Regions from separate parts of the Mus musculus genome. Here regions 1 and 3 are each linked to region 2. A link is a contact called in public HiChIP or PLAC-seq and promoter capture Hi-C data. All regions are on one chromosome and are shown on one strand. The core of a region is the stretch at or near the end of the contact, and the rest is flanking DNA. Distances in the headings are between cores, read along the strand shown. Region 1 holds the start of Pom121l2 (POM121 membrane glycoprotein-like 2 (rat)). Region 2 holds the start of Btn1a1 (butyrophilin, subfamily 1, member A1). Region 3 holds the start of Zkscan8 (zinc finger with KRAB and SCAN domains 8).

What was found. HiChIP or PLAC-seq counts read pairs in DNA pulled down with a chosen protein or histone mark. Capture Hi-C pulls out chosen DNA fragments and counts their contacts.
Region 1: an H3K4me3 HiChIP or PLAC-seq map of stem cell-derived neural progenitor cells shows a contact between it and region 2, with 9 times the contacts expected there. The contact joins the promoter of Pom121l2 here to the promoter of Btn1a1 in region 2. A contact is called at or near these places in 4 of 39 promoter capture datasets (hematopoietic stem and progenitor cells, hippocampal neurons and liver), 2 of 484 Hi-C or Micro-C datasets (bone marrow-derived macrophages and uterus), 14 of 115 datasets of contacts at active chromatin or transcription factors (the 230-238 cell line, T-cell acute lymphoblastic leukemia, bone marrow-derived macrophages and 6 more) and 3 of 9 other capture datasets (adipose tissue, liver and macrophages).
Region 3: a promoter capture Hi-C map of pancreatic islet shows a contact between it and region 2, with 5 times the contacts expected there. The contact joins the promoter of Zkscan8 here to the promoter of Btn1a1 in region 2. A contact is called at or near these places in 5 of 39 promoter capture datasets (the 3T3-L1 cell line, the HPC-7 cell line, cranial neural crest and 1 more) and 3 of 9 other capture datasets (liver, macrophages and pancreatic islet).

Annotation. Positions count from the first base shown.
Region 1 is chr13:21,979,403-21,982,814 of GRCm38.p6, forward strand. It overlaps Pom121l2 (POM121 membrane glycoprotein-like 2 (rat)), which reads left to right and starts at 1,779. Exons shown (of 1, transcript NM_001162928.1): 1 at 1,779-3,412. The coding sequence starts at 2,159.
Region 2 is chr13:23,463,935-23,467,306 of GRCm38.p6, forward strand. It overlaps Btn1a1 (butyrophilin, subfamily 1, member A1), which reads right to left and starts at 1,967. Exons shown (of 8, transcript NM_013483.3): 1 at 1,848-1,967; 2 at 1,168-1,289; 3 at 298-648. The coding sequence starts at 1,246. Gm52036 (a long non-coding RNA gene) reads left to right here and starts at 490. Exons shown (of 2, transcript XR_003950563.1): 1 at 490-662; 2 at 768-1,554. n-TYgta8 (a tRNA gene) reads left to right here and starts at 3,142; the gene lies at 3,142-3,231.
Region 3 is chr13:21,528,682-21,532,506 of GRCm38.p6, forward strand. It overlaps Zkscan8 (zinc finger with KRAB and SCAN domains 8), which reads right to left and starts at 2,433. Exons shown (of 6, transcript NM_139141.4): 1 at 2,264-2,433. It overlaps Gm32724 (a long non-coding RNA gene), which reads left to right and starts at 2,388. Exons shown (of 5, transcript XR_001780870.1): 1 at 2,388-2,473.

The DNA.
Region 1 (3,412 bases), core at 529-3,028, 1.5 Mb before region 2:
GCCCCGTGGGATTGCTTCTCCTCTGAGCCTCTGCTATGCTCTTCTGTGTTCCTTAGTTAAACTTCTTAGCCCCAACAGTCTGCTTCAGTGTCCCCTTGAATCCTATACCCAATCTCTAACTTTGCTTCACACTGGCCTGGCCTGAAATTCTTTTCTGTGGTGAAGACAAAGATTCAGCCTTACCTGGATGGAGGTCTCTGAAAGGGAACTGTTGGCTTGGCCATGGGGTTTTGTTTGTTTGTTTGTTTGTTTTTGTTTTTGCCCCTGCCTTTGCTGGAAATAGACTCAGCATTAAGATAGTACACAGACTTCTAAACTGGCTCTCATGACTTCAACTCTTTCCTGGCCATTGTTGTTCAGTTTGGTTCTTTTAAGACAGGTCGATAAAAAATCCCAATAGTCAATTTTTACTACTTAAAAAATAACAACAATTGGGCAATGGTGCACACCTTTTATCCCAGCACTCAGAAGGCAGAGGTAGGTAGGTCTCTGTGAGTTCAAGGCCAGCCTGGTCAACATAGAGTGAGTTCTAGGACATCCAGGGCTACATAGAGAAACTCTGTCTCAAAAACAAAACAAAACAAAACAACCAAAAACCAAAACCAAAACCAAACCAAACCAACCAAACAAAAACAAAACAAAAGATAACAACAATAGCACACAAATCATTATACTGTTACCTTTCTGTCCTCTCCTTTATTCTTCCTTCTGCCCCAGTCTTAAGCAACCAGCAATCATTCCTGTGGATTTGCAAACTCTGTTTTGTTACATGTGTGGTGAACTCCCACAATTGAATGATTTTCTCAGCATACATTGTAAACGTATGTCCCATTCAGTCATCCTCACTCAAATTTTAGTTCACCTCCTTCCCCAGTTTCTCTATGCAACCACCTCCTGGGGACACTTAATAGCTGGATACAGCCCTATTTATTCCTACCCTCCTTACATGCTAGGGGCATCTCAGTGTGAACTTCTAGAACTGTTTCACATTTGTAGATAGATGCTCTATTGTTGAGACATAGAAGTTTCTACTTTCTATATTTCCTGAATGTCTTACAGTAGCTCTGTGTATGTGTGGGGTACTTTCGTGTGCTCATGGAGAGTCTCTCCACCTTACTTAAAATTTTAAAAATTACATTTCGTGTATACAGTGTGTATGTATACACAGTATGTATGTATATACAGTGTGTATGTATACACACACACACACACACACACACACACACACACACACACGCTATTGCTATATTGTGTATTTGGAGCTCAGCGGACAGCTTATGGGAGTTAGCTCACTCCTTCCACCAAGTGCATGCTCAGACTTGGCCATCTTGCTTGTCAATACTGTTTTGAGAAAGTGCTTGGTTAGCTACTTGTTTTGTTTTGGGTGAAATGTAAGATTCTAGCTCATGGCCAGGCAGAGTTCTTTGATACTTTGGTCCACTGGCCAGCATAGGGGTGTAGAGTGAAACTTTCTGTATCCCCCTAAGAAGTCAGTTTTACCTTCAACTTCTATCAACTTGTTTAACACACTAATTCTGCAAGTGAATAGAGGTTTGGTCGGGAAGAGGAGCTCCAAGTGTCTTCTAAATAGACCCTTTCCCGCCAGGGTGCAAGGTTACAAATCCTGACTTTATCCCCTGAAGGTATGATGCTGGGTTTGGCCATGAGGAGGCTCTGATAGAACTCACAGACATTACCTCAGCTGGCTGCTGCCTTTCCCATTGACAAGTCACAATGCCCTATAGCCTGCCTAAACAGTTCCATCTTCCTCTGGTCCTGTGCCCTCTCGAGCACACCCACTCGTTCCCTCGTACGTTCACTCGTACGATGAAGGGATTCAAATCACCCAGAGTCGCTTCCAGCTCAGAGTTTGGGGAACTGGGACGCGCACCAATGCGCATCCAGGTCCAAGGCCGGGTCCTGCCTGGATGCTAGACACCGAGCCCCCATGAGCTCTGCCAGTGTGGTGCTCAGACCGCAGATCCCAGAGCGGGCTGACGTGGTTGCCGTGGCCCGCGTGTCGCCAGCTCCCCAGTTCCCTCGCGCTTTTCTGGCGCTCGTGGCCCAACCGTCACTCGAGCAGCGGATGCTTGGATTCGGCCGCCTCCGCCGAGGTTGAAACGGGGCTAGAAGTCACCGCCCGTCCGCGCCTCTCAGCATGGGCAGCTACCTGGGCAAAGCGGGGTCCTCGCCGCGGTCCCCAGCACAGGGGCGCGCAGACTCAGGGGAGAAGCCTGCGAGCCGCCGACCCGCTAGGCCCCTCTACCAGGTCCACCGGGTGCAGCATGTCCACCGCGCCCAGCCCGCTCGGAGACACAGGCCGGCCCGGAGGCCGCCCAACTGGGATCCCGCCAACCCTACCGCTTTCGTCAGTGAGGCCTGGAGGCGCTTCCCCATGAAGAGGCCACAGAACCCCATCATGGGCTCTCTTCCTTCAGACTGGTGGGAAAGTTACCTGAAGCGTAATATTTGGTCCCTTCGTCACCCTCGGGCCACATGGAGTCCGGTGACAGTCAAGATCTCGCCTCCTGAGCGGAGACCACGGCCCTTGTTCCCGGTCTCAAGAGTGGTGAACTCCGCGGGACCTTCAGAGGAGCCACCAGGGCCCTGTGGAAAGGACCCGGTGCTGAGGGCCCTCCTCCAGTGCAGGAAGGGCAGAGCCAGGTGGGAAGAGCCACTGTTCCCGGACACCTCCGACAGCCAAAGGCATTCGGCCTCCGTATGGTCCGCCTTTAAGCCCCTGTTGAAAAGTGGGGCCACTGTTTCGTTTGTGGCCAGGCCTGGGTCTCTGAAAAGGAGACCCCATGTCCAGAGCTCAGATGATAAATGTAAGAGATCCGGTTGCTTCTCTGGGGCCCTTGTGGCCAGCATACATACCCAAGGCCCCCCCAGCACAAAAAGAAATGCTATTACCAGTTCTTACAGTTCTTCTAGAGAGCTCTCAGGATCTTGGAAGAGACATTTTCTCAGGACATTAGTCCAGACTCCAGAATGGCCATTGAAAAAAGCAGGAGAGAGTCCTAATTCTCACCTCTCAGTCACACCCAGCAGCTCTGGACAGCTAAATGGAGAGATTCCTCTACTGCAGTCTGGCCCTAGGGACCTGCTAACTATACCTTGCCAGCAAGGTCCTGTTGTCACTGAAGAGGACCCAACATTAGAGGGGCAAGCTGTGCCGAGCAACCAAACCACAGAAGCTACAACCGGGACAGCCGGAGACTCCATTCCAGAGATGAGGGCTGGAATTCAGCCTACCTTGTCTCTCAGTCGGTCGTCTTCTGAGAGAGTTCTTAGCACCCACGTGAACCCTCAGCTGGAAAGCTTGAAGAATATGCCTGCCCCACTCGGGTGCTCACAGTTAGAGCACATCCAAGGCATCTCTTCAGACTCAAATCCCTCAATTGCTTCCACC
Region 2 (3,372 bases), core at 717-3,216:
TTAGAGCTCAATGTATTCTTTCCTTATGATCTCAGACAGGGAGAAGAAGACAACATGAGTAATATGAGTAAAACCATTTTGGAGGTGGATAAAGAACTTTAGCAACGGACCACACTCTGTTAGGGTGTCAATCCTTAGGCATTAAACCACGAAGCTGTTCAGAGCATCTAAGATGCTCACCACAACCTTACGTAAACGTGAAAATACGTTTGGATTTGGAGAATGAACACGATGATTCTCCCCAAAGTGAGAGTCTCCGCGCGGAGTGACGAGGCGACACATCCCGTCTGTACCCACCAGCCACTTTGAGGTATACGGCGGCCTCCTCGAAGTCGTCGTTGTCTTTGAAAAGGCACCGGTACTCCCCCTGGTCTGAGACCCTGACATCTCGGATCAGCAGAGTAGCGCGGCCGTCTAGAAGCCCGGCTGTCGCCAGCGTCGCCCTCCCGCGGTACTCCGTCATCTGCTGGCCCTCCTGCTCCTGGCCATCCCGGTATAGAAGTACCGCTGTCGACCTCGTCTGTCGAAACCACAGCAGCTCCATGTATTCTGAGCTCGCGTTTGGGGAAAAGCCACAGGTCAGCTCGGCATCTGAGCCCACTAGGGCCAACACTGGCTCCTGAGGTGCGGTCACATCGAAGGGAGCTGCTGTAATAAACAAGGTCAGATAGGACGATGGGTTGGGATGGAGGACCTACCGGCCAGTCTCCTTGTAAAGAAAGGAACTCGGGGTGGCTGCTATTTCTTTTCTTCTGTTTATTTTTCAGACTGGATCTCATAAATCCCAAGGTGGCCTCCAGCTCACTATGTAGCCTTGAGCTCCTTGCCCTCAATTCTCAAGTGCGATCATTACAGGGGTGCACCACCACCACACTTAGCGTTCCAATTCCTTTGATTTAAAGGAAAAACAACTAGGCGCTCCCTACGTAACCCTGGATGCTCTGGCTATCTCTATGTAGACCAGGCAGGTTTTGACCTCAGAAAAATCTGCCTGGGCCCACCTGGTGCTGCAATTGCAGGTGTGTATTACCTCCCGCAGTGGGTTTCCTTTGAACTCACTGGATTGTGGTGAAGGTCCCCCCACCAGGAGCCAAACCGGGTCAGAGGTATTTATTTATAGGGACCTTCCAACTTTGCGAGAAAGAGAAGGCTAGAACAGAAACTTACCCGAATCCAGCGTGGGCAGCTGTAGGACAGTGAGGGTGAGCAGACAGACCAGGAGGCAGGAGTTGGTGGGAACTGCCATCTCTGAGCTAACTGGGGCAATGAAGCCCGCCAAGAGCTTCAGGCTGGGAGAGAAACAGTCAGGAGGTAACTATGGGTTCCGCAAGCGCCCTGTTCTCCACCAGTTTCTTCCAACCTGGAGGGCTCTGTATTTCCCCTACAGGGTCATTTTCAGTCCATTTTACAACAGCGCCTGCCCCATACCCTTCCTCTGTACGTCTGGTCCTCCAGCCCTCGACTGCCTCCAGAATGGAGCCGCGAGGCACAGTTGTAGATAATGAAGAAATCTCCTCATTTACAATAACAATAAAACAATAAAGTAAAATCGAATCGAGTGGGATACTTTGTTATTCGTGTTTAGAAGTGATAATGAAGATAAAGCCACGGAGGTAGAAATGGAGAACATGAAATGAAACGAAGGAGGAGAGAAAGACAAGGTGTGTTTCTCAACTGTAAGCCCAGCAGCTCTCAGGAGGGTGATCTCTGGGAGTTACACCGTGAGGTACATACAGTCTTGACAAAGTCTGAGAGAGAGGGGAGAGGCAGAGCTGAAGAGCTTGAGGAACAGAAAGCCTAGTACAGAGAAGAGACAAAGAGAGCTGAGCTGAGAGTGAAGCACCTACCGATTTCGACAGACCCAGAGGAAAAGGGAGCCAGAGCCACAGTGATCAAGTGAAAAGGGCTGCTTGTCACCCCGGGGCCAAAGAGAGAGCTCTTCAGAAGGAAGAAGGCTGTGTGCTGTTAGAGAAGCCTGCCCACAGGTGGCCAAGTGTATTTATTCGGGGTGGGGGGAGGAGCAGCCTTTTAAACATGTGGACTACAGATTAGTGGTCAGGTAGTTTGGGTTCATCCTCCTCCCCTAAGAGAACGATATATGCATTAAAGAGCTGTACCGAATATAGGGAATGGGGACAAAAAGAAAGAAGACTTGAGCAACTGAAATGAGTCATGAGGCCATCAGCCTGTGAATTTAACTCTGTGGCTTCAGTTCTTTTAACCCAAGTTCATGGGGGGGGAGGGGGGGGCGCAGGCGGGGGTCATTGTAAGTTTAAGGCCAGTCTGGGCTTCATAGCAAGATCCAGACTTGCAAGAGCTACATATGGAGAACAAAACAAAAGAGAGTGGGGTGTTTGTTACTTTTAAGAAAAAGACTAATGTTACTAATACCTTGTTTGAATTATGCCAAGTTGGAAAAGTATTAGACACAAACAGTATTGGAAACAAAACAGGCAAGAGAATAGGAGCCCAGAAAGTAAATTACTTTGTCATTACATCTGTGAATAGCTAAAGAGTGAGTCCACAATGGCTGCAGCTCTCCCTCCCTGATCTTTTCCATGAGACACCTTCAGGAATGTGGGTGTGGGTGGCAGGAGTCCACTGGATGTCCACCTTCAAGGTATAACTGCACAAGGACCTGGCGCTTCACCCTGCCATCAGTCATGAGATCAGCAATTTCTTATTTGGTTTTGAATTTTCATTTATTACTGAAAAAATGCAAAGATAAAGAAAAAAAACAGTTTTATCAATGATTGTTTCTATGCTGTACATAAATATAAAATAAAATTTAAGAACAATATATATCAGTTCATAGTGATAAGTTCATAGTAAGTTTTCCTGCATAGTTCATAGCATAGCTAATACGCATATATTTGCGAAGATTATGAGATTTCTAGTTCTTTTTCTAGTATAAAGACTGCACTTCGGGGGGAGGGTATGGAGGACTTTTGGGATAGCATTGGAAATGTAAATGAGGAAATTACCTAATTAAAAAAAAAAAAAAAAAGAATGCACTTGGCATTTGGTAGAAGGTCCATCTAGCATTCATGAAGCCCTGAGTTAGATCCCAGCACTGCTTAAAATCAGGCATAGTGGCTCCTCTAAGCTACTTGTGACTTTGCTAGGCACTATACATGGTATCCTTCGATAGCTCAGTTGGTAGAGCGGAGGACTGTAGGAGTATTCGACCTGGAAATCCTTAGGTCGCTGGTTCGAATCCGGCTCGAAGGAGGTCTGTTTTTGTAACTCAGATAGATCGATCTACCATGTCTGTTTGTTTTACTAGCCTGTAGCAAACAGTAAGGGCAAGATAAACTTTTTTTTTTTAAACGCACAGTAAAACAGACATGCTAACACATGCTTCTATTCCTA
Region 3 (3,825 bases), core at 1,183-3,682, 1.9 Mb before region 2:
CCCTTACTGTGACCTATATATCTACCTTCTCTCGAACTTTCAAAGTAGTTCGAATCCTGCAACTTTTCTGTTTTTGAAGCTGTTTTGGCTTTGCTGGTTGTTGCTTTTTTGATCCATATATTAGAATAAGCTTATTGATTCCCAATAATGCTAGAATTGAACTTGTGTTGAATCTATATCTCAGTTTAGAAATACTATCTTAACAGTATTGATATCACATTATGAATGACATCTTAACAAGGGTTCTTCAGTCCATGAATGTTATCTTTTCATTTAAGTCTTCTTGGACTACTTTCATTGTTGGCCAAATTATTTATTTTCCTTATTCTCGATATCTACACACACTACTTTTCTCACAATGGTACATTATTGGTTGTAAAAACGTTTTGCTCTCTTAATTTCATACTCATCAAAATTTTATCTTGATAGAATTAAAGAACATTAGAGCGCTATATTTACAACACAACATAGAATGTGTCTAGATTTGTTTTAAGAGTAGAGGCTCCAGGTCCAAAGAGCTCACTTTGATGTCCCTGTTTCTTTGTGGGGAATACATACACTAATGGTTTCTGTTCTTGTTTATATATATATCCCTTGCTAAGGCTGCAGTGGTGACTTCTCCTTGACTTTGGTTAAGCTTCTCATCATTCATGTTACTGTCTTCAAAAAAGATGCTTATAAATGTACCCTATTTGCAGACTGTAGATAGATATAATCAAATTAACATGAAGTTATAACTGAAATAAGATAGGTCCTCAATCCAATATGACTGGTGTACTGTTAAAAAGACACGGGGCTCTGAGGGACCGTTCAGGAGATAAAGGTGCCCACTGCTGAGCCTGACAACCCGAGTTTACTTTCCCAGAACCCACAAGGTGGAAGGAGAAGACAGACTCCTGCAATTGTCCTCTGACCTCCACTACGGTACTGTGGCATGAGTGGACCTTACCTATCCTCCCCAAACAAAACAAAATTCTCTAAGGTTGTTTTCAAACTGGTGATTTCCCAACCCTAGTACAGCATGCAATTAATTACGGGCATGCACCAACATACATGGCCATTTCATTCTCCTCTCTAATAATTTTGTGCATACACATTGCAGTGTTGGAAAGTACCTACAGAGAAACACTGATCCCTACACACCATCCTTGAAGAACATCTGGTCAGGATGATTGCCTTATGAACGGAAAGGCAACAATCTTAGGCTTATTCGGGATCGAAAATGTTAAAGCCTTGAAAACTAAGGAAGGCACAACTCAAATACTGGCTTCTCAAGAGATGCAGGAGATGTACTTTCCTTTCTGATTAATTAAACTTGAGAGATGTCTGAGAACCGAATACAAACCAGGAATGATAATCTCCAGGTTTTAGAGATTAAGAAGAAGTAGATGAAACAAACATGCTTTGTAGTTATCTGAAATGGCATTCATTCATTTTGTTTGTTTGTTTTGGAGATTTTAAAAGTTATTTTAATAAGGCTTGAGCATGAGGGTTAGGAGAAAGGCACTCAGGAGAGGGCCAGACGCACAAGCGTGGCTATGGGCTTCTCAAGGAAGTTGCTTTGATGAATGCTTTTAAGACTGACATTTTTATATTTAACCACAAGGAACTCAAAACGTGCACATTCACTAAAATGATGATTGCTGCATAGCAATACTTAAGTGAATCGGACAAATAGAAGTATGTGGTCAAGTGGTGGTCAACGTCTTAGAAATCCAACAGAGATTACTCATGAATGACCCGAGTTTTGGGAATGGGAACCTACCGAATTTTCAAGATTCTATTTCAGTTAGCTTTAATAAACTAGGTAAGCAAAGTATTCTGAATAAGGTTTAATTTTGTTACCCCAGAATTACTTAAAGTATTTCTTTTGCATACAACTGTTCAGCCATTACATGAACTACTTTCATAATATACTTCTTTTATGGGTAGAAAAAAAAAAAAAAGAGTAACAAAAAAAAAAAAAATCAAAGATTTCCACGTGGGGTAGAGGCTTCAAAAGAAAAAAATTATTATCTTTAAAAATGAATTTTGAGACCGATCGGCAAAACTGCTGAGTAGAAACAGTTGGTACACGGGCCGGCTTTACAAGTAAGAGCGAGTGCAAAATTATATACATGATGACTGGCGATGAGGAGAGCCATCCCGTAGGAAGTTGGGGCCGGGTGTCGGCCTGCTCAGCGGCGGCAGGCCCTGAACCGACCCGCTCCCCGCTCTCGGGCCTCCGCTGCCCGAGCGCCCCTGCTCGGCCCAGCGCACTCACCGAGAGCTCCCCACGCTGCCCGAGGGCGGGAGGCGGCACAGCGCGGACAGGGAAGCGCGCGAGGAGACGCGACGGACACCGAACCCGAGCGGGACCCCTGCAGCCGCTAAGTTCCAAACCCTTGGAGCCGCAGAGCCGGGCAGCACGCATCTTGCCCCACAGCCACTTCCGGAAGCTCTCTAGGAAGCTCGGAGGTCTGACAGCTCTATGGTAGGCCAGCAAAAGGACCGAGCGCCCTCAGCTACACCAGGTGGAGGGCGGCTATGCGGGACATCCTGAGGAGTGACATAGCTTTAAGTCACCTAAGCTTTTGTCTGGCCAGCCTCGGGCTTCAGGTGACAAGTTTAAGAGTTGGGTGGCTGATCACAGATCCAGAGGCCTGCGCTGGGCTCAGGAGTATACTTAACGGATTTCTCTTTATTCTTCTTAGTTACCTTGTGCTTTCCCATTAATGCTTCATGATTACTCCAAATTCCCAACTTTCACTGCGTATTGAAGAATTTAAACCTTTGTAGTTCCTAGGAACAGTAGTATATTTATAAAGTTCCTACTGACCATTGCTTTCTCTTTGACTATGAGTGTTCTCATCCTCCAGATACTTATGGTTGGAAACAACAAAACGTCTACAAAATAACCAGACCCCTAACTTAAAATTTAAATAGAAAATTGGTGGAAAACAATGAACATTGGTTTACTTTTTAATGTCAAAGACAACTTTTATCTGTTTCAACTTGTTGAGATAGAGTTGGTGAATCTCATTCTCATCTCGAGGAAATGAGGCAGAGGACATGTGAATGTCTTACCTAGTGTCATATAAACGAATGGACAAGCAAAGAACTAGAACAGAAGGGAGAAGTCATATTCAGCCAGGAATTGCCAAGCTTGGGTCACAAGTGAACACAATAGACAGGGTTACATTTTGTTGTTTTGCTAGTTTAGATCAAGTCTCTCTGTAGCCCTAGCTGGCCGCAGGGCAAACTTCCTGCCTCACCTTCCCAAGTGTTGGGATTAAAAGCATAAATCAAGTGATTATAAATTTGGGATTATAAAATTGGTATTATAAATGTAAGTCAATACAAATAGGTTAAAGCCTTCTGAAGTTGATTCCTCTTTCAAAACAACTAAATTAGAAATAAAAGAATATTTGACTCATATTCTTTGATTCAAGTTTTTAAATGATGATTGAAGTTTTGCCCACATTATGGGCACTCGTGGTCTCTAAGGTAGATTCTGTCTATTAATCCTGAGCACTAAGTAATTTTTGGTACTGTTCTCTTTTTAGTAGAACTAATTTACTCTATAAATTCTCTGATACCTAGTTAGAGCCTAACTTATACAGGCTTTCCACACTTTATGTACCCATAGGGTTTTAGCCTATATGGATTCTCTGATGTTTAATAACACCTCTGTGCCCACTGAGATCTTTCCCATACTCTATGTTTATAGGACTTCAGTGTGTGTTCTATAATTTCCAACAAGATGTTCTTGTTGAATGAAGGTTTTTCTGCATTTATTACATGTACTGGCTGGTTCTGTGTGTCAACTTGACATAAATTAGATTC